7 separate regions of the Mus musculus genome follow, and regions 1, 3, 4, 5, 6 and 7 are each linked to region 2. A link is a contact called in public promoter capture Hi-C data. All regions are on one chromosome and are shown on one strand. Each heading gives the region's core, a stretch centred on a gene start, on an enhancer-like site or on the middle of the called end of the contact. The rest is flanking DNA. Distances are from core to core; before and after follow the strand shown.

The links. Promoter capture Hi-C pulls out the DNA fragments that hold promoters and counts their contacts.
Region 1: a contact with region 2 is called in a promoter capture Hi-C map of pre-B cells. The contact joins the promoter of Ppp1r12c here to the promoter of Mzf1 in region 2. A contact is called at or near these places in 4 of 39 promoter capture datasets (cranial neural crest, frontonasal cranial neural crest, maxillary cranial neural crest and 1 more).
Region 3: a contact with region 2 is called in a promoter capture Hi-C map of second pharyngeal arch cranial neural crest. The contact joins the promoter of Zfp579 here to the promoter of Mzf1 in region 2. A contact is called at or near these places in 3 of 39 promoter capture datasets (maxillary cranial neural crest, pre-B cells and second pharyngeal arch cranial neural crest).
Region 4: a contact with region 2 is called in a promoter capture Hi-C map of pre-B cells. The contact joins the promoter of Cnot3 here to the promoter of Mzf1 in region 2. A contact is called at or near these places in 3 of 39 promoter capture datasets (cranial neural crest, maxillary cranial neural crest and pre-B cells) and 1 of 484 Hi-C or Micro-C datasets (B cells).
Region 5: a promoter capture Hi-C map of pre-B cells shows a contact between it and region 2. The contact joins the promoter of Ube2s here to the promoter of Mzf1 in region 2. A contact is called at or near these places in 3 of 39 promoter capture datasets (cranial neural crest, frontonasal cranial neural crest and pre-B cells).
Region 6: a contact with region 2 is called in a promoter capture Hi-C map of hippocampal neurons, with 4 times the contacts expected there. The contact joins the promoter of Leng8 here to the promoter of Mzf1 in region 2. A contact is called at or near these places in 5 of 39 promoter capture datasets (cranial neural crest, frontonasal cranial neural crest, hippocampal neurons and 2 more) and 3 of 484 Hi-C or Micro-C datasets (cerebellum, cerebral cortex and rod photoreceptor).
Region 7: a promoter capture Hi-C map of second pharyngeal arch cranial neural crest shows a contact between it and region 2. The contact joins the promoter of Ccdc106 here to the promoter of Mzf1 in region 2. A contact is called at or near these places in 3 of 39 promoter capture datasets (cranial neural crest, pre-B cells and second pharyngeal arch cranial neural crest) and 3 of 484 Hi-C or Micro-C datasets (CD4 T cells, cerebral cortex and cortical neurons).

Annotation. Positions count from the first base shown.
Region 1 is chr7:4,500,271-4,503,034 of GRCm38.p6, forward strand. Ppp1r12c (protein phosphatase 1, regulatory subunit 12C) reads right to left here and starts at 1,410. Exons shown (of 22, transcript NM_029834.3): 1 at 996-1,410. The coding sequence starts at 1,328.
Region 2 is chr7:13,053,016-13,056,020 of GRCm38.p6, forward strand. Mzf1 (myeloid zinc finger 1) reads right to left here and starts at 1,749. Exons shown (of 6, transcript NM_145819.2): 1 at 1,466-1,749; 2 at 1-166. The coding sequence starts at 126.
Region 3 is chr7:4,994,364-4,997,541 of GRCm38.p6, forward strand. Zfp579 (zinc finger protein 579) reads right to left here and starts at 1,738. Exons shown (of 2, transcript NM_026741.2): 1 at 1,641-1,738; 2 at 1-549. The coding sequence starts at 547.
Region 4 is chr7:3,643,717-3,646,605 of GRCm38.p6, forward strand. It overlaps Cnot3 (CCR4-NOT transcription complex, subunit 3), which reads left to right and starts at 1,553. Exons shown (of 18, transcript NM_146176.3): 1 at 1,553-1,868. It overlaps Gm15927 (a long non-coding RNA gene), which reads right to left and starts at 629. Exons shown (of 6, transcript XR_003946711.1): 1 at 537-629; 2 at 98-453.
Region 5 is chr7:4,810,827-4,813,801 of GRCm38.p6, forward strand. It overlaps Ube2s (ubiquitin-conjugating enzyme E2S), which reads right to left and starts at 1,514. Exons shown (of 4, transcript NM_133777.2): 1 at 1,337-1,514; 2 at 583-730. The coding sequence starts at 1,339.
Region 6 is chr7:4,135,955-4,139,148 of GRCm38.p6, forward strand. It overlaps Leng8 (leukocyte receptor cluster (LRC) member 8), which reads left to right and starts at 1,526. Exons shown (of 16, transcript NM_001374609.1): 1 at 1,526-1,665; 2 at 2,742-2,834. The coding sequence starts at 2,797. D030047H15Rik (RIKEN cDNA D030047H15 gene) reads right to left here and starts at 972. Exons shown (of 3, transcript NR_033548.1): 1 at 607-972.
Region 7 is chr7:5,055,375-5,058,408 of GRCm38.p6, forward strand. It overlaps Ccdc106 (coiled-coil domain containing 106), which reads left to right and starts at 1,352. Exons shown (of 5, transcript NM_146178.2): 1 at 1,352-2,285; 2 at 2,425-2,529; 3 at 2,618-2,794. The coding sequence starts at 2,255. It overlaps Gm15510 (predicted gene 15510), which reads right to left and starts at 1,742. Exons shown (of 4, transcript NR_166619.1): 1 at 1,379-1,742.

The DNA.
Region 1 (2,764 bases), core at 160-2,659, 8.6 Mb before region 2:
ACGTTGGTTGCCTAAATAAAGTCTAGGAGATGAACCAACAATAGGTGAAGTGGCCATGTAATTCCAGAAATAAGAAGGGCAGAGAAGGGCCTGGCATGGTGGCGCACGCCTTTAATCCCTGCACTGGGGAGGCAGAGGCAGAGGCAGAGGCAGGCGGATTTCTTAGTTGGAGGCCAGTCTGGTCTACAGTGAGTTCCCAGCCAGGGCTATACAGAGAAACCCTGTCTCGAAAAAAAGAAGAAGAAGGAGGAGGAGGAGGAGGAGGAGGGCAGAGACATAAGGACCTGCATTTGAGGATGGCCTGGGCTACATAGCAAGACCTTGTCTAAAGGAAAAACAACAAAACAAAAGGAAAAGTGGTCCAGCTCCTCGAAGAGCAAATGCCTACAAGTTTCCAGGAAGGCAAACAATGTAAACAGAGAAAGAGAGTTGAGGAGAAACTTCTATAAGAGGTGACAAGCTCCCCAAATTGGGGGGGGGGGGGATGAATTGATAATGTAATTAAGGACATGGGATTGTAGGTAAGAGAAAAGATTAAAAAAAAAAAAAAAAGCAAAGGATGACGCGACAGAGGAAATGCCTTTTCAAGGAAACAACGTGGTACACTGTCCTGAGGCCACAACGTACAGCACAAGTCACGGGAAGAAGAGGAAGGCACAAACAGGATGGACCTTCAAAGAAGTGACACTGAAGGACCTGGGCCTAAAGAGGGTCAAGTCAGAGTGCAGGAGAACGAAACCACAGGCCTGGGTCAGGAAAGACTTCAGCACAGTCAAACAAGTACCAGCTAGGAAAGGAGGAACCCGGCCAGCATAGGCACGGAAGTAAGCGATGCTGCAAAAAATGCACGGGAGAGAGATGACAGCACGAATGACAGAGAAGAGGCGGCCACAGAGCAGGCGGGATCCTCAGCGATGGCACAGTCGAGGGGAGGTGGATCAGGGCCGAGGAGGGAGGATGCCCGAGTGGCGAAGACGCGGGGCGGGGGCGCTGACCTGGTGCAGGGCGCTGATGCCATCCGCGTTGGTGGAGTCGAGCACGGCACGGGCAGGCGGAGGGACGGCGGGGTCGGACGCAGCGCCGGAGCCGGGACCGGGATCCGCTGCGCGCAGCATCAGGCGAGCCTCGTCCAGATCGCCCCCCGCGCAGGCCGCCAGGAACTCAGCGGCGCGCTCGAAGCGGACCGTGCGGGCTCGCCGCTCCCCGGGGCCCGGGTCGGCGCCCGCCCGAGCCCCCCACTGCCGCAGCTGCTCCTGCCGCCGCTCACGGGCGGCCGCAGCAGCCGCCGCCGCCCCCGGGCCCGCTGCCGGACCATCCTCGCCGGACATCGCGCCGGCCGCTCGCCCGCCTACTAAGCGAGCGAGCGAGCACCGGGCGACGAACAGCCGCCACCCGCCCGCCCCGGGGGCCGCCGGGAACCGCCGCGCGACAAGCACCGCCCAGAAGCTCGCCCAGCCCCCGCTCGGTATATTGACGTCACGGCGCCGACCCAAAGCCCTCTGGGTAACCGAGTCCCGCCTGAGACTTGCGTAGCTATCGCTGGGGGCAAGGGCCTAAAAAGAAGCCCCTCGTAGCGAGCTGGGAAGTGGAGTTTCTCCCCATTGAGGAGCCTTGCATAACTTGAGCAGATAGGTTAGAGAATGAGGCAGCCGGCAGGCCGGCAGAAGTGCTGGGAAATGGGTTCTACAAGCGGAAGTCTTCGCTAGACTCGCTATATATCCTGAGGCACGTTTAGAAATCCGGAGCTGGAAGGGGTCGAACGAAAAACTCAAAAGGCACGCCCTCAATCCCAGCACTTGGGAGGCAGTGAGTTCGAGGCCAGTCTGGTCTGATCCTGGTCCTGAGTTCCAGGACAGCCAGAGCTACACAGAGAAACCCTCTCTCGAAAAAACAAGCAAAAAGAGAACTGCCTAAAGGAGGACATGTCCCTAGGGAGTGCTGGGAATCTGGGTAGAGCGGCCGGACAGGCTACTGGGGCATGCTGGGAAATGTAGTGTACTTTGTAAAGTGACTACCCCAAGGCGCATGGGAAATGATAGCGGATAGCGGATCCTGAGAGATAGAAATAAATTTTGCATACTTTTTACGATTTGTTTTGAGATAGGATGGCGCTCGAACTCATTAATAATGCCCTTGAACTTCTGATCTTCCTGTCTCCATCTCCTAATTGCTGGGATTACAGGAGTCTGTTTGTTTGTGTGTGTGTGTGTGTGGGGGGGGGGTTATTTTTGTTTTGAGACAGGGTCTCAGTATGTAGCCCTGCCTGGTTTGAAGCTCACTATGCAGACAGAATGGCCTCGAACTCACAAAACTCCGCCTCCTCCTGCCTCTGGAGTGATGAAATTAAAGGAGTGCCACCATGCCGTACTTGTTTTGGTTTTGAATCTGTCCCTCTCCCATCGGCTATAAGTAAACTCGATTTGTTTTCTTTGAGACCCTCTTAGTCCTAATGACTAGAACTAAGCCTGAGAGTAGGCAATAAAAAATATTTCGAATGAATGAATGAATGGGCTCCCTAAGGCATCAGGTAGACCAAGGGCCGACGGGAAATTGAGTTCTCAAACAAGATTAAAGCTTGTCACCGCCAAACTCATCTTTTAACATGGCGATAAAGTTCCCGAGCAAAGTTCAAGGAAATCAGATAACATAGGGCAAGCTGGGAAATGTAGTCTCAAGGCCACGCCTCCAAAGGGTTCAGCTCCAGACTTCCAAATATGTCTCAGAATGCAAGGTACCTAAGAAGTCAGTTTCCAGACCAAGAACG
Region 2 (3,005 bases), core at 499-2,998:
CTCAAGGCCTGGGTCCCACAATATATCTTCTCTCTCATCGTCGCTGTCAGAGTCCTCCAGCTTCACCAGAGCAGGCTCATTTTCTGGGGGTGCACAGCCCGAGGAGCCCAGCACAGTGGGTCTCATCAGGAGTACCAGATCCGGTCTTTGAGGCCAGTGTCTGTCCCTAGGGAAGGAATAGTACAAGGCATGTGTAATAAGGACAGCCAGGGGCAGCGAATGCTGACTGAGTGCCATGCTGTGTCCTTTCATCCGAGACCTTCGCCATGAAGAGGACACCCGAGGGAACAGGCACTGACAGGCCAGCCACACCCCAGAGATCCGTGGGAACTCTATATGAGCCATGTGCTTTGTAGACCTCATTTCCGCCGGGCCTATATAGTGTCTGGTAGCTTACTCTGTTCTAAATACAGGCTGTTGCTTAAGCTTAGAAACATTTCTCTTCCCTACATCCTATTCTTTTCTATAGCTGCATCTCTACTTGCACCCAGACATCAGTACCACTGCTGCCTCCTCCTGGACTCCCAATAAGAGTCCCTGTGGACAGCCTTTTGCGGTGGAACAAACAAGTCCCTTAATGTTTTCTACCCAGTCTTGGACTTGGCCTCTCTCTCAGGCCCCAACATTCCTTTCCCAATGTGGTATCAAGGGGACAGCCCTACTCCACCCAATCCCCCATCTCAGCTTCTCTCAGGCCAACAGGTTTCCATATATCTCCAATACCAGAAGCCAACTCATCACATCCAACAGCGATACAAGTCTTCAGCTCTCTAGTTTAGTTGGTTGGGAGGTGACTGGGACTTCTGGGTACCCTTAAAGGCTCTCAACTCATTAGACCAACAGTCTGCAAGGGTACTACTTTTGCTGTGCCTATGTCAGCTATAGTTTCCTCACTTGTAAAAAGGACTGACTTCTCCCATGATACTTTCTGCAACTGGGACTTTGTGAAAATCTAAATTTACTATTGCAGTGGCATCAGCTTAGAGGCAGCTTGATTTCTGTGGGTTACACCTCTGCTCTTTAGGGTGCTAAGTCAACTCGAAACCCTGAGAGAAACTTGGAACAGCCATAAAGCAAGAAGAGGTTCCGGAAATACATTTCCCAGAAGTCTAAGTGAGCATCCTCGCTTTAGGGTGCCAATGTGTCCGGTCGCCGTGGCACCTGTGGCGATCAGCGCGGTAGCGCGTCAGCACAGGGCCGGTTTGCTGGGAGTTCCTGGACCCCCTACCGGCGCTCCGGGTCTAGCTAGACAGCTGGAATCCCAGAGTCCACTCTACCCAGACTCCTCCCTAGGCCTTGAGGTGAAGGGACTCCCAGCCTTCCTTCAATGCTCCGAGGGAGGCTGTGCCCTCGTGAACATGCGCACTCTCGTTCGCTTGCTCCATATCAAACTACATATCCCAGACTGCTTTGCGCGCAGCTCCAAGCCCTTCTGCCCTTCCCCCACCCCAGCCTCCGTTTCTACCCTTCTTCCCGTCCCTAGGGGATTGCGCTGGTTGCAATAATCAGCTCGCACTCCTGGACGTCTCTTCCCACACTCCCGGCCACGAATTCAGGCGTCAGGGCCCCGACGACGTGCACAATCCTCTCGGGGGGCAACGGATTCAAGCACCACCTTCCAGACTGCGCATGCCCCCACCACTTTTTTTTTTTTTTTTTTTTTTTAAATGTCAGTTCTCTACCGGCCTTCCAGGGATTTGCAGGGTTCTGCACCAATCACCGCTCTCACTAGGACGCCGTCTCCCCGTCTCCATGGCAACGACGGGTTCGAAAAAGAGCGTCCGCTGGGCTACCTGCGGAACCACTGAAAGAAAGGCTTAGCAAAATGCTTTCTGGGAGTCGTAGTTTGGAGGGTGCTGTGTGGGTGCGCAAACGCAGCACCACCGGATCTCTTTTGTATTTCTGCGCGGTGGGTAGGAGTGAGCGGGACTCCATGGTAACTAAGGGACCAAACCTGGTGGTATCCTAGGTAACGACCGCACTACTTGGTTTAAGAAAGGTCAGGATCTGTGGCGAAGCCAAGGGGAAGGGACAGGGACACAAATACCCAACGAGATGTCTATACAGGAAGGCAGAGATAGCCCCATACAGAGTCGGGGGAGAGGATGAGAGGGGTGGGAAAATTGTGAGGGGGAGACTGGATGCTAGGAGAGACTGAATATAAGTGAACACACATAGGTATGAATGAAAAGGGGGGAGGGTTAGTCATTAGAATCAGAGTTAGAACCTGAGTCATGTCAGAAAATTTAGGAAGAAGAGAGAAGCAGAAAGGGATTGGGATTAGGAAAGTGAGACATCGAAACTCTAGGGGCCAACCCAGAGTACAAAGGTAAGTGGGGAGAAATTAGAGATATAGTAAAGATGTTAATAGAGATACGGTAAAACGGACTGATAGGTTTCAAAGACTGAGGGATGGCAACAAAAAATTAGATGTGCGTGTGGGGGAAACATTTTCAGAGAAAACTCACACAAAAAATGACAACACACCAGAAAGAGGACGGGGACCAGTCCTCTAGTTTCCTAGCATCATTTACCAAACAATATTGCGACACCTGACTACTTAAACATTACCTCTCCTCCCCCATTTTTTAAATCTGTGATTGAAGTCGTAACACTATTCTGGTAGAAATTGACTTACAAGAAGCTGACAGGTAGCCGGGCGTGGTGGCGCACACCTTTAATCCCAGCACTTGAGAGGCAGAGGAAGGCGGATTTCTGAGTTCGAGGCCAGCCTGGTCTACAGAGTGAGTTCCAGGACAGCCAGGGCTATACAGAGAAATCCTGTCTTGGAAAACAAAACAAAACAAAACAAACAAACAAACAAAAAAAGAAGCTGACAGGTTGCAAATGAGTTCTGCCCAGCCATCACCTGGAAGGTAGCTAAATATCTCTTTATCCCTACACCTAACCTTTTGTTTTATTTCAGATTCATTTAGATTCATTTGTTGCATCTTCCTGAAACTACCTTTTGCTACCTTTCTGTTTTCCTTGAGGTAGTGGAAGCC
Region 3 (3,178 bases), core at 488-2,987, 8.1 Mb before region 2:
GGACAGCCGCAGGAGCCGAGTCCCCTGCGGGCCACTGTGTGGTCGCCTCCTCCTCAGCCCCGGCCACCACCACCGTGGCGGGCTGTTCCACTCCCTCGTCCTGCGGACCCCAACTGGCCTCAGGCTCCTCCTTCACTGCCCTCTGCGTGGACAGATCCACCTCGCTACCTGCGTGCTCTTGGGCCAGGTGGCGCCTGAGCTGGGCTGGCTCCGGGAAGGTGCGTGGGCAGGCAGCGCAGCGCAGCGGGGGCTGGGGCCCGTGGCCACGAAGGTGGCGGGAAAGGTGGGCAGGCCTGCGGAAAGCTTTGGGGCACAGAGGGCAGGCATGGGGCCGGAGACCCGAGTGGCTCAGCCGGTGTCGAGACAGGTAGTAAGGGAAGCGGAAGAGGCGACCACAGGTTGGGCAGGGCAGAGGCGCCCTAGGGGCTCCAGCACCCCCTCTGCCACGACCACGGCCTCGGCCACGGCCACGGCCACGGCCTCGGCCTCGGCCACGGTCACGGTGAGGTGGGCTGCCCTGGGCGGGTGGAGGGGGCTGTGGATCCATGCCTGTGGGGAAAAGGGGAAGAGGCAGGGGTGGGGAGAAGAGATGAAAGATGTGGGGTGAGGTGAAGAGGAGAGCAGAGGTACAGGGCAGGTAGATCCACAGTTCAGAAGAGGATACAGATGAAAGTCGGGAGAGGAAGGTGGTGAGGAGGCAGAAGGGGATAGACACAGGAAAGGAGAGGAGAGAGTTGTGGAGACGTAGGAAAGGGGGGCCAAGTTCAGGAGAAACACAAAGGAGAGAGATAGAGAGAAAGAAAACATAGATATCAGAGGTGGGAACGGTCAGGAAGACAGAACAAGACACATACAGAGGAGACACAGGGAGACAAAGTCAGCCAATTGATTTTGCTCTAGTGCCCTGGGGCTTGAACATTCCTGGAGGGGCTGGGAACCAGTCCACCCTTGGGGCCCAAGTAGGGTGGGATTCAAAGTCAAGAGGCCCTGGAAATAAAAAGTCCATAAGTCAGGGGCTGGGAGGGACCAGTGGGTAGCCGGGCTTAAGCCCCTGGGTCTGTGAGAGGAGAGCTGGGGTCTGGATTCCTGGGTCTGAGGGAGGAGGAATGGGGTCTGGATTCCTGGATCGGAAGGAGGAGGGCTGGGGTCTGGGCTCCTGGGTCTGAAGAAGGTCGGGGTCTGCACTCCTGGGTCTGAGGGAGGACCTGGACTCCTGGGTTTAAAGAAGGGCTGATTTCTGGATCCCTGGGTCTCAGGCAAGAAGACTGAAAGGTAGGACTCCTGGGTCTCAGATAGAACCAGATAGGCGAACTAGACTCTTGCAGGTAGACGCAGCCTCTGAGTCCGGGTGAAGGAAGAAGCTGGGTAAGGGGCCCTGACTCACAAGACAAGGGGGAGGAGTGGACTGGGAGCTGGGCTGCAGAAAATCCTCAGCGAGAAAGCTGTGGCCAGACCCCTGGCCGGGCGTGGTGTCGGGGGAGGGCGTGGAACCTGCCGGCTGTCGGGGGATCTAGGTCCAAGAGGGGGTCTATCTGTTCCGGGTAGGTGTGATCTGCAGAACTAAGGCAGCGGGTCGAGGCCTTGCAGATTGCTCTGCGCAGGGCCTGGGGCTCGCCCCAGTCTCAGGGAGCCGGTCTTACCTCCACCTCCTGCGCTCCTTTCTTCCTTCCCTGCGGCCGGGCGATCGCGGACAGTGGTGGCGGAGAGGGAGGGGGTTGAGCGTAGTGGGAGGGGTGGGGGTGGAGAAGGAGGCTGGGCTCGGTGTTACAGCCTAAGCCTTCCCCCCGGAAACCCGGTGCTTGGTCGGAGGCCAGAAGAGGAAAGACTGGCTGAGAAGCCGGAAGCGGAGGGCCAGGGACCTGGTGGGGGTGCGGGGGGGGGGGGGGCGGGAGCAGAGGAGGGAGCTGCGGCTCCTGGATCCCGGGAGGGGAAGGGGCTGAAGGCCTGTCCTTTGGACCCTCAGAGGAGGAGGAGGCTGCAAGCCTGGGAATCTGGATCCAGCTTTCCACCCCTCCTCCATTTCCCAGCAGATAACACATATTCATTCATTCTTTCAACAAACAGGCATTTATCAAGCCCTGCCGGTGCCAGGCACTGTGCTGGCTGCTGGGTCTGAAGAAGGCAGAGATGGAGATGAACGAAGCAGTGAGTGATACAGGCTTGAGAGTGAACATCAATGATACAAGGAGTGCACCTCTATGATCGAGCCTGACTCTCACTGTCCCTTGGTTGCCTGGGCAAGCAATTCTCTCTTCTCCGAGCCTCAGTTTCTCCCTTTATGGTAAGCCCCAGGATCACAACCCGACCAGTTTTATCAGAACACCTACTGTGGGCTGGCTCTGTCCTTGGTGCTGGATCGATAAAGGCAAAATTCATACTATGATGAAAAGGGACAAACAAGAGTCAGTCACAGACGGTGTGACGAGGGAAGCTCTTGTTTTGGGCAAAGTGCTGTGGAATGAAGGGGATGGAAGAGACAGTGAGCTGGCTTTCAATGGGAGTGAATGCCATTCCTCTAGTCTTCCTTGGCAACTACGTTTCTGGAACTTGGAGCTTTAATGTTTCAGCCTGCTACATGGGCCACATCTCAAAGTATATATGATGGAGAAAAAGGGCCGTTTCAGTTATCTGCCTGCATTACAGTGTTGTTTTCTTTAGGGTTAACTTCATGCCAAACATAGTTGGCAAGAGGCTGGGTAAACTGTTCCTTTTGTACGTGTCTGGGTGAGTAGAGGTTTGGAAAGCTTTGATATGCTAGTAATTCCAGGAATTTACCCTTGAGAAACCAGAAACATGCAGTATTATACTTGTGCCAGTCCATTGCGGCTGCTTTCTTTTTCTTTTTAAAAACATTTCAGGGGGCTGGTGAGATGGCTCAGTGGGTAAGAGCACCCGACTGCTCTTCCGAAGGTCGGAAGTTCAAATCCCAGCAACCACATGGTGGCTCACAACCATCCGTAACGAGATCTGACGCCCTCTTCTGGAGTGTCTGAAGACAGCTACAGTGTACTTACATATAATAAGTAAATAAATAAAATCTTAAAAAAAAAAAAAAAAAAAAACATTTCAGTATAGGTATTGTGGGCTGGCAAGATAGCTCAGTGCAAAGGCGCCTGACTCGTGGCTGATGATCTGAGCTATCCAGGACCCACAGAGTAGAAAGAGATCACCAAACCGA
Region 4 (2,889 bases), core at 303-2,802, 9.4 Mb before region 2:
AGTGTAGAAGCTGTTTAAAAAATCTGGACAAACACTGGTCCCTAGGTTTCACCTTCTTAAGTCTATGTGACCCTAAGAATATGCATCTAAAAATTACATAAATGTGTGAGCTTAAGTGCACCAGCAGATGCCAGCTGAAAGAGTCAGATCTGGAACTGAAGTTACAAGCATGCAAGCCACCCTGTGGGAACTGGTCCTCTGCAGGAAAATGTTCTTAACTGCTGAGCCATCTTTCCAGCCGAAGAATATGCCTTTTTATAAGCCATTTTTTCTCTCTTGCTTCATGCCATTCTGATGCGGTGAAATGCACGTGCACGTTCTCTTCAAGTGTGGATTTATCTTCTTTTCCTCCACATAGTAGGCAGAGATAGATCGAGTTTCCCCAATTCATGAAAACGTGGTGCTCACGTTTGCAACCTAGTCAGCAAAGGGCTATGGAGTGCTTCATGGGTACTAAACAACGAGAAATCCAGAGAGTGAGACTCAAGTATGTGTAAAAACGGCAGGAATCAAACAAAATTAAACCAGAGGCTCACCTAAGCACTCGGCAAGGGTGGTCGGAGAAGTTTACTCCTTAAGAAGCATAGCAGAACTCTAGTGAGTAGTCATTACAGATGTAACCGAGGTAGGGCAAAGCGCAGTTTCCTCTACAGCTGGAGTCCTTGCAACTCCAGGGAAGGTCCCAGTCTGCTAACTTAACCAGAGAAACGTCAGTCCCACGCCTTGTGTTTCTCAGTCGCTTCTGCAATGTTCCTGATTCCTTCTTTCTTTCTTTCATCCTTTAGAAAGCACTGAGTTTTAGAGATATACCAAGCAAACGCGCTTGGGGAATAACTACGAGGATCAGATAACAGCCTAGACAGGCAAAGGAAGGATGCTCCGACAACCACACCTGTCGGCAGGTTAATAGCTACCCTATTGGCTAACCGAGGGAAGGGGCGGGGTGTTTGTCTAGCTCCTCCCCTTAGGGCTGGCGGCTCTTTTGATTGGTAGATGACTTGGGTTTACTATCCCCAACCCTCTGGCACCTCTCCGTCTCCCACTAGATAAGCTTCCTTTAACACTCACACGCTATGCTTTTTGTCGTTTTCCTCTACCCACATTCATAGCTAACCAATGAGTTCAGGGTAGAATACACCTCGCAACCAATTACAGCTGCCTTTAAACTTGACGAGTAACTTCCCGCCCCTCACCCTGACTCCTCCCCGCTGCCAATTGATTTAGGGTAAGGGGGCGGACACATCCAATCAGCACGACACAGGCTTCCTGATTGACACCCAGGTCCTCGCGCTGGCGTGTTGTGCTCCGAGGAGGGGAGGAGGAGGAGGAGCTGGGAAGAAATACCCGAGCCAATCCAAGCAAGCTGAGCGGGAGGCCAATCGAACGCCGCGCCTTGCCGAGATCAGCCAATCATAATGAAGAGGTTGGCCTCATTCTCGCTAGGAACCAATGGGGCGCGCCTAACGGCGCAGAGCGACGTACTGCGGGAGCAATGACGGACCTATATTCGGGGCTCGGGGGCGGGCCGGCGCCAGAGAGGAGAAGAGAGGAGGGGAGGCCTCCGCCGCCGCCATCTTGGACCGGGCCCGTTCAGCTTCCGTGGAGCCGTCGGCAGCCGCTGCCGGGCCTTTCCTTGATCCCTGAATCCCCTACTCGGTCGTCTAGAACAATCCCGGGCCCACTTCCTCTATCAACAACCCAACCCTACTTCCGGCTTTCGCGCCCTCTTATCGCGATAGCGCCCGGGCTCGGGGCGCGAGGAAAGAGGAAAAAAAAAAAAAAAAAAGGCGGCGGGCGGGCGCTCGCCTCTCTCTCCCCCCTCCTCGCCTGTCGCGATACGCTCCGCAGCGGCGGCGCCAGCTCCTGCGGTGAGCGTCAGGTTCGACTGGGCCGGACCCCTTTCCCTCTTCCCTCAGCTCCATCGGCCGACTTCTTGCTCCGCGACCCTGCTGCCTGTCGCGACACGGCCTCAGCTCCCGCCGGGCCCAAGCCGCGCGCTCGGGCCCAGCTTCGGCTCGGGCGGGCGGGGACCCTCTCCTCTCTCTGTCCTCCCGCGTCCGGACTCCCGCGTGGCAGAGCGCCGGCCCCGGGTGCGAGGTGCCCGTCCTCCTCCGCGTCTGGCTGGGCTTGGAGCGGTGGGCGCGCTGCGGGCCGCGGAGGGGTCTTTCTGCTCTGGGCGCGGGGCCCACTCCTGCAGTCATGCCTTCCCCGGGAGCTCCATTCGGGAGCGTTGCCTCAGTGCACCCGAAAGCTCCAGCTTGTTGGTGTCTTGATAGGGGGAAGCCTCTTTGGAAGAGATGGATCTTGTGGAGGAAAAAGTCCCCAAGACCCGAGGGTGCAGTTAACGTTGTGAGTTGGAGCCTAAGCCAAAGTTTCCACCTAGTCCTTACAGCTCTAGCAGTGAAGTCTCCTAGAGGTCCCTTTCCACCAATCTTCTTTTTAAGGAAGCATGGGGTTTGTGAGTGTGTGTGTGTGTGTGTGTGTGTGTGTGTGTGTGTTTTGTTTTAACACTCCCTCCCCAAACCTTGGATTCAGGACTGTACCGTATTGCTCACTTCCTGGCTTCACATCTTTTGCATCTTTGAGGTGGGGTATCAGTGGACTCTAGCTTTGGGGATGCAGGCTCCACTACGATGCACGGTCTGCCTCGGTGGGTGAAGCTTCCTAAGTGGTTAGGTATTGCTGTGTGTGGTGAGGACCGCTTAGCTTTTCTTTCTAGATCTGGGTCGGTGGAATGCGAGCTCCCATGCTTTCAGTTGTTGGTGCTCTTCTGTTGGGACAGTTGAAGCACTTCTAAACAGCTGTATCTCGGTTCCGGGACTGTCATCCCTCTTAGGATTAGCTTTCTGTTCTTTTGGCTAGGGGCTTCCTCACCGTCTCCCTTCCCCG
Region 5 (2,975 bases), core at 264-2,763, 8.2 Mb before region 2:
ACAGCAGACCAGGCAGACATATTGCACACCCTCAGCATTATAGGCCAGTCACCTGATTTTGAAACTGATTTTAGCTGACTATATAGAAATTCAGTTGACAAATGAGGTCTGAAAAATCTAACTGGTTTGCTTAAAATATGCAAATCAGCTTATTACCACCAGTTTCCCCTCACAATGCTTTTTGTTTAGTCTTGGGACATTCGATTGATTAGTGTTTCAGATCCCCTGGCATACATTTTTTTTTTTTCTCTTCAAGACAGGGTTTCTCTGTGTAGCCCTGACTGTCCTGGAACTCACTCTGTAGACCAGGTTGGCCTCGAACTCAGAAATTCGCCTGTCTCTGCCTCCCGAGTGCTGGGATTAAAGGCGTGCACCACCACGCCCAGCTACACTTTCTATTTCTGCTTCACTTATATGCATCCTCACGTCTCTGGAAAGTAACACTTGACAGCCTTAATGCAAGCCTAAGCAAAAGGCCACATTTTGTCATAAGCACCTGAGAGGCTGAATCCTATTTGTCCCACAGCCACAAGACAGAAGAAATCTGGTCAAGTGGCCCCTCCCTTCCGTGCTCACACTCACCAGGGCCCTCGATGGTAACCTGCAGGTCTGTGAGATCCTCCTCATTGGGGAAGACTTTAATGCCATCAGGTGGGTCTGCCGTCAGTGTTGTCACCTCCTTGTACACTAGGCGGATGATGTGGGGCGGCAGATTCTCCACATTGGAGTTCTAGGCACGGAGGGAAAAGGAGAGTGAGCAGCCTGAAATAGCTAGGATTAAGGTGGGTGGATACCAGAATCCAGACTTTAGAGGTCCGAGGTTGTCAATCACTGCCTGTCAACTGGACCTAAGATGCTTCTGGCTTTTGCCCCATGGCTGACCGGGACGGTGTCTCAGAAAAAGCTTCTACGTGGCTCAGCGTACCCGAACCTACCCAAAGCGCTCGTTAAGACGCGCATGGGTCCACTACTGGTTCCAGGTGGGCCTGAGGCCTAGCCGGAGCCCTTCCCCTACTTAGGCTTGAAACAACCCCATCAACCGCCGCCCCCCCACACACACCAAAAAGAAAAAGGCTGGACGAAATGGCGGCGGGATGTCTTGCTCCTTAAAACACCCATGGGCGGGCCGCAAGGCGCCCAAAGCCCTCCCCAAGGTTCCGAGGGCTGCCTGGGCTCCCGCACCGTTTGTTGAAAGGCCCTGGGGCCGACTCCTGGCTCCGGACGTTCAGCCATGCCACCAAAGCACTCAGAAGCTGGCCAGAAAACACTTGGGACGCCGCAGTCGCCTCCTCTGCCCGAGTCCCCAACGGCCCCTCGGGCCTCCCGCGTCACTCACCATGACTTCAGCCGGCCGGGGGCGGGTCCCCCCGGCCCCCTTCCTGCACTCCTCGGACCGCCGGCCGGGGCGGGGGGCCCAACTGCCGGCCGCTGTGGCCCTAGCGAGGCCCCCGAGGCCCCACTCCGCTCCCACTAATTCCGACGTCCGCTACGAAACGCTCACAACGTTACGTCTGCTCCTCGGTAGAACCGGCCGCGCGCCCAACACCGCACTTTTATAGCTACTCGCAGGCCCCGCCCCCTCACGGCACGTCTCGACCGCGTACGTCAACGCGCACGTTGCTGGGCGGTCAACGCTCTTTTCTCTGTTCTTGTCAGAATAGTAGCAGAAGTTCGAACCCAGTTTGTGAGGAGTGCTATCACAATGAGGGCTCACGCCGGCTGAGGAGTTGACCTGGGAGAACCAAGCGGCTAAAAACCTAGAGCAGAGAGAAAGGGGGCGCCCGCCGAGGCGACGTGGCCGCTGATTGGACCGTTTGAATGAGACGCCGCCACGACTTGGGGTGCGCGCGCGCGCTCCGGCCTGGAGAAAGACGCGCACGCGACTAACGGTTAGGCAGGGGAAGGGGCGGAGCGAGGGAAGACAGGACTGGAGGGGTTAAAGGGATGACGGAAGGGGCCTTGACCAATAAACAGGGGCGGTCGTGATCTGGACTTGTGGGGCAGGTAGGAATTGAAAGCTACTAATGGGAAGCCAGCTCAGTGTGATAGACTCCAACCTCGACCAATGAAATGTCTCAATTTCTTTTGTGTATGCAAATGTTACGCTGGGAGTCTGGCGACCTCACCTGGAAGCCATGGAAGGGCGGAAGTGTGGACATAATTTGTCTATGGGGCTCCATTTTGTTCTGCGCTCCTGTTATGTGTTAGGAAGCCCTCAAAATCAGGTTGGTTGACTCCGAGGGCTTGGACTTCCTGATCCTCTAGAGTATGACTTGTGACTTTTGCCACCATTGTTTCTGTAGGGGTGCCAGAGGAAGAAGTCAGGGAAGTCTCACGTCCTTATTGAGAGCTTTGTGACTGACCTCCAGACCCCATAGACTTCTGTTAACTTTTTGAGAGACAGAATTTCATTACTGGCCTGGAACTCCTTTTTCCCCCGGGGTCGGGGGTTGTTGTTTTGGCTTTTCTTTTTTTAGATTTATTTATTGTTTTATGTAAGTACACTGTAGCTGTTTTCAGATGGTTGTGAACCACCATGTGGTTGCTGGGATTTGAATTCAGGGCCTTCGGAAGAGCAGTCGATGATCTTAACCGCTGAGCCATCTCTTCAGCCCTTGTTTTGGCTTTTCAAGCCAGGGTTTTTCTGTGCAGGCCTGGCTGACCTTCCTGAAACTCGAGCTATAGACCAGGCTGGCCTGAACTCACAGAGATCACCTGCCTCTACTTCCTGAATACTGAGATTAAAAGTGTATGCCACCATACCCTGGCCTCGTTCCTTTTATATCCATCCTCTAGCCTATGGGATAGTGCTGCCCACATTTAGGTCATCTCTTCCCTCACCCATAATTAACCTCCTGGTCCTGTCCTTACATATACTCCCAGAGGCTCTTACTAACCATGAAGTGTTAATCCAGTTATGACAGCATGGCAGAGATCTAGAGAGAATTAAACTATCTGCAGTAATCCCATGCTGG
Region 6 (3,194 bases), core at 276-2,775, 8.9 Mb before region 2:
AGCAAGACAAATGCAACATGATGCTCTGGGTTACGCTATGGCGCACCGGAAACATTAGTGAGAAAAAGCGCCCACATCTGCGGCTTAGTTCAGAATATTAGAGCAATGTCAATTTCTTACTTTTAACAAATGAATTTGAGGTGTGGAATCTAGCAATAGGGGAAACTGGGCATAGTGTGCCCAATTCCTGTATTACTTTTGTAATTTCTGTAAACTTAAAATTTATTCTAAAATAAAAGTTCATTATAAAAAAGAGATGGGAAGAAACCTACCAAGCTAACACTAGCAAATGATACAGAGTTATCCAAGTGTTGTTTAATTACCAAAAGTTGCTTGTACAATGTGAGACTGGAAACTGGTCAATTGATGAACAATAATTGATAAGAAGGTAGTCTTATCAATTATTTTAACGGGAGATCCCAAGTTGGGCTGCATAATTCAATCACTCCTACTGTAAACAGTGAGCTTTAAGTGGCGGCCCACACCTTAATCCCATTAAGAGGGAGGCGGGTTTCTGAGTTCCAGGGCCATCCTGATCCTAAAAGATACAGTTCTGCTAGCTGCCACTCCGAGCAGATCTCACCATCCCAACACCCTACAAGGTACCTTTCCAGCGTCACAGTCCAGTGGCTACTCCCATTCCTCAAGCGACGCGTTTCCCGCTTCCTTTGGTTCGCACTCGCTGTTCCCTACGCCAGGTGCGCCTTTCCAATTTTACTCACTAAATAAACCTTCCAAGGGAGGATTCACCTTATCCCATTTCCCTCCACCCGCTTATATATTCATTTATTTTAAATCGTCCTAGCGCAGTGCGCAGCCTCACAACTCCTGTCCCTATGCGTTACATCTGAGAGACTATTGACTGCTGAGTCAAAACTAAGCTGTTGTGAGCGCGCACGAGAGGCTGGGAGGTACTTGTCCCCACGGGGCCACCGTCTAGGGCCAGCTTCCGGCTTGCTGACAAACGCCAACACGCGACTGCGTTCGCGAGACGTGTGGTGGGCGGTTCAAGCCGAGCGGTGACGTCTATTGGCTGTGCGCGACACAGGGCGGGGACAGACGTCCGGGTAACGTCATCACGCCACGGTCAGGACGTTCGAGCCCCAGACTAGAGCCAGCCGGTGACTGAGCGCTGTCTTGGTTGTCTTGAAGCTGCCTTGGACCGCCGGTAACGAGTCCCGGGAGCGAGCGGTCCTAGTGAGTGTGGGTAGTAGTGGGAGGCCTGGCGGGCGAGCACAGGGACGCCTTCGGGCTCCGCGCTCCGCGAGCCCTGGCCTGTTTGGTAAGGCCAACCGACGCCGCGCCCTGCGTCTTTGAAGGGTGTGGCCGCCGGAGCGCCTCTGCGCATGCGCGCCGGGTGTACGCTGGGGGGGGGAGGGGGCGGCTCCCCTACGTGCGCGTGCGCGTCCGCGTCCGCTCTGCTACTGGCCCTGGGAACCCTGCGGTCCCTAGTGCCCTAGACGCACCCCTTGCGGGCTCCATTGACCCGCTGTTACGCTGGCCTTCCTGTTGCCTAGGGCAACCCAGAGAGGCCACCCTCGCAGCGTGGTGCGCAAGCGCGGCCCGGCCGGTGGCTGGTCGCGGGGGACAAGGGAGGTCGCTTGTGTTCAGGGCGGCCTCAACCTCCACCTAGCGTCGTGGACTCCATGCCTGCGGGACAGCCAGGTGCTTCTGAGCTTACAGTCCGTGTTGTTCTCGTCTGTAAATCAGACCCCTTACTCCTAATACCAGTTACGAACACGAGGCTCTCTTTTGTGCATCCCTAGTTAGGACCCCTTGATACCACCCAACGGATTGGGTTTTTTAAAGGCCTTTGAGACCTGTCAGTGCCCCTTAGGCTTCCTATAAGGGTTTCAGTTTCTCCAATAGGCTTCTTTTCTGTAAATCCTGTTGTTTGGACCGCTCCAGCCCTGTTGGCACGGTGCTCAACCCATCCTATTTCTTATGGTACTATCCACCCCACCCCTAATAGTTTAAGAATGTTGTGGGCCTCTGTTATCTGCAGACACCTTACTTGAGTAATTGCCACTTGTTTGCTCCCAAACCAACTCCCACTCCTAGGAACATCCCATACAAGTCTGGAGACTGTAATTGATCTGAGTCTGGTAGGTGCTGCCAGGCAGTGACTTCACAGGAAGGAGTCTCCTGCACCTTCACCTGGCTGCTCAGCGGGATATCCATACTTTACCTTTTTCTTTGAAAACTTTGCTCTATTCTCCAGTGTTCTCCCAGTCTCAATTCCTTCCTCCTCAGAGTATCCCCAAAGGCTTCCCTCTCCCCAAACTTCTTTGTAGCTAGTACTTCAGTCACTGGAGAGCCTTCCTCTTGCTGTAGTAGAAGTATCTTTAGATTTCCTATCCAGGACTGAGGTTTCTGCATCCACCACTTGAGTCAGGTCTCCCTCACAGCCACACTCGTAATGCAAGTCTCAGCTTCTTTGTCTTTCATTTTCATATCCTACAGGCTAGTCTCGGCCTCCAAGGGAGGTGTTTCCTTTCATGCTCAGGTCTCTTCACTCCACACTAGGAACTGATTCTGATTCTTTAAGCTGTTTGTTTTTGAGACAGGACTGTAACTTGTAGCCCAGATGGGTATTGGAACTCCCAAAAGATTGCTGGCATTATGGTCATGAGCCACCACACTTGCTTTCCTTTCCATTCTTTGCCAGTGTTCCCTTCTATGAGATACCCTCTCTTTCTAGCCTATCTTCTCTTGGGGCTAATTGATCTCTTTTCTTATAGACATTTAAAAAGCAGCCTGGCTCCCGAGGTCTATTCCCTACACCCCAAGGTCCAGATGGCGGCCAACGTGGGTGATCAGCGTGCTGCAGACTGGTTAGTAGGGCTAAGGGAACACAGCCCATTGCAAGAGGAACAAGACACAACGGGTCCTTGCACAGCTTGGGGGAAAAATGCTCATTGTGGGGGCTAGGATGGAGGGGCAAGCTTCCCCTTTGAGCTTTCCTTTAATGTATGTGAGCTTATGTGGGTGTGAGTGAGTGTGTGTCACCCATGTTCGTCAAGGTCAGAAGAAGCCTCAGATCCCTTGGAGCTGGAGTTAGAGGTGGCTCTGAGCCATCCGACATGGGTGCTGGGAACAGAGCTTAGTGATATCTGCAAGACTGCTAAATGTTCTTAAGCACTGAGCCACCTCTCCAGCCCCCTCTTAATATCTTTCTGATCCTTCCCTTTTCT
Region 7 (3,034 bases), core at 102-2,601, 8.0 Mb before region 2:
TACTTACATTTTGGGAGACATTTTAGTTTATGCTATCTGGAACAAAGACCTTGACTGGGTAATGGGAAAGTCTGCCGTTTTCCTCTGGGAGTTAGGCCTACTTCAGTTTCCCCAAACCTGCCATTTATTTATTTATTTATTTAGATAAGGTTGTAATGTAGTTCAGGGTGACATTGGATTTATGATCTTGCCTCCACTTCCAGAATACTGAAACTCTGGGCTTTGTGCATGCTAGGCACCTTACACACTGCGCAACATTCCTAGCATCTTTGGGAAAAAGGTTCTGAACACTACCCCTTCCCCACCCAAACTACAATCCACATTAATATACTTAAAAAAATAGCATCTTAGAGCATAAGCACAGCTTTATACAGTTCACCTGGCTTTATACAATTCTCTGTGGTTTGAAATACTGATCTAGGGCAGGTGGTTCCCCCTGGACTTGCTGACCCAGGATGCAGTTTATTTGTAAAAATGAACTGCTTAGTCTTGGTTGACACATTCAGTCTTCCTCTGCAAGGATGGTTTAAGTCATGCCTCTTAGGGCTTCAGAACCCCAAAGAGGATGCTGCTTGTGAACCGGAGAGGCAGTGTAGGTCTAATAAACATGTCTTCGCTGCTCCTTTCCTCTGATTGTGTGTGTGTATGTGCCCTATGCAGATAGCCTCTTTACACGACTTCTTTTGGGGCGGAAGGGAGAGGGGGAGTGTCTTAAAGGCTGTGCATCTACACCGACTGACTTCAAATAATATCAACAGCGCTTGGATCTTAAGCTCCAAGAGTGGTCCGGTTCTGGGCTGAGCCTTTGGTATGTCACACAACTACATCCTCTCAAAGGCTTTTAAGAGTAACTTCCCACTGAACAGGTGAGTAAACTGAGGCCATGGAGGAATGAGGAGCAAGGACTGGAGTGTAGCTGTTCCACAGGTGGCTCCAGTGTGGGCTATTCCTGACCCACACTTTGCGGAGAAGTAACCACCACACAACCCATTCTCACATCCTGGTCCTCTTATTCCTTTAATCCTTTTCGTGGATGGGGGTGGGTGGAGGTTATGGTAGGTTGGAGCGGCTAAGACTAAAGGTATGCATGTATTAATCAGCTACTTAGGGATCATTAAAGGAGACTCAAATTTCACTTCAATTTTCCTTACTGCCTCATACCTTCTGACTTTTCTCGGCCCACTGGTCACATAGCCACTCACCCGGAGGACCCCCGGAACCGCATCAGCTGTGCAGGATGAGAATTTCATGAGGATCCCTGCCTAGGCTTTGGGAAAGGAGGGGGGGGGGGTTGTGTGTGGGGTGGGGGTTGGAGGGGTGTTGCAAGGGGCTATCGCGCAAGTGCGGTCCCGACCTCCGCGCAAACGGCGGGCCTCACCTGGGCTCCAGGAAGAGGCGCCCCAGGCTCGGCAGGCCTGATTCGGTTAGTGCCCACGTCTCCGCGCTCCGCCATCCAGTTCTCCCCCTCCTCTGCCGCTACGCCCGCTTACTGGTGGGTGGGCGCTTCTCTCCGCGACACTTTGCAGACGCTCCCCTGCGCTGGGCATGGGCGCCGCCACTGCCGTCGGTCCCGGGGCTGGAGTCCGTGCGCGGGTGGGTGAGAGCGGGGCCTCGGCCCCTTGTACCCTGAGCACCCAAAGGCGGGGAACGGTGCCCACGGTCGACACCCCCATGCCGGTTGCCCATTCTGGGACCCTTCGCCACGGTCGCCCCCTCCCACTTGTGGGACAAAGGGTGGGGGCGCATCCCCACGCGTGACCTCCCACGCACTGCGCACGCGCCCAGCTCCCACTTCGGGGAGGGGCTTTACTCGCCCACGCGAGTGCGGGAGGAATGGGCGGCTGGGACAGGGGAACGCTTGCAGGATGGACCCCCTACCCCAAGAATGGAAGTTAGGGGTGGTTGTTTCTCCATTTATGGCATTGGGTTCGGAGATGGGCCATGATGAAGGGCTTTCTCATTCAGGCCAGGTCTCCCTGTGGTGTTGACCCCACGAGGAACCAAAGAATTTAAGGGCCGAGCCCCTTCACAACCAAGATTCCTCTCGCTGAGCCCCCTCGCTCTGGGTACATACTTTGGAAGCCTCTGACTCTGTCCAGAAGTATGGGTCCTTTCCTCCCTCAGACTGGTGATCCTTCCTTACTCCGGAGGGACAGGTATTCCACCTCTCCAGGGACTGCCGACTTTTGGTGACCTGCTTCTGTCCAGTGCCCCCAAGGGCTCAGTTGCTGGGTCTGCAGGAAGCCTCCTCGATATGAATGACAGAAACAACCGTTGGCGGACAAGTGAGGCACCTGGGGACCCTTTCTTTTCCCATCCTTGGTCTGACATTCTGGTTCCCTCTGTCCATGGGACAGCAATGGTTGGGGGTGGTCTATAAGGTTCAGGCCACTTCTGGGGTGACCTCTGCTGACCTCTCTGCAGTGAAGGACGAAGAGACCTTTGAGATCTCCATTCCCTTTGAAGAGGCACCCCACTTAGACTCACAAATCTTATACCGTCTGAGTCCGTCTCGGAGAAATGTTGAGGGTGAGCTGAGAAAGGGCATTGGAGGGACTGGAGTCAGGTGGGGTACTGCCTCACCCTGGGGCATGACCTCCGTCCCTGCTGTTCTTAGAGCCTCCAGAGGGCGCCTCCCCAACCCTGGCCCTGATGAGCAGTGTTAAGGCCCAGCTGCACATGGCACTGGAGAGGAACTCGTGGTTGCAGAAGCGCATTGAGGACCTGGAGGAGGAGAGGGACTTCTTGCGGTGTCAGCTGGACAAATTCATTTCCTCTGCCCGGATGGATGCAGGTGGGGGCACACAGTCCCCCAGGACCCGCAGAATTCAACACCCAATGTTGGTTGGACCTGATGGGGACTTGGCATCTTATCCTTCCACTAAGGCCCATGCCTATTTTAGGGCCTTCCCCAGCCATTTCCTTCTTGATTTCAAAGACTTCTCTCATTTCCTATCTTGTGATGAGACTGCCCTGTAACTCATCAGCCTCAAGCACTTGGCATAACTGTCTCCCAGAGTCTATATTTCCAGCC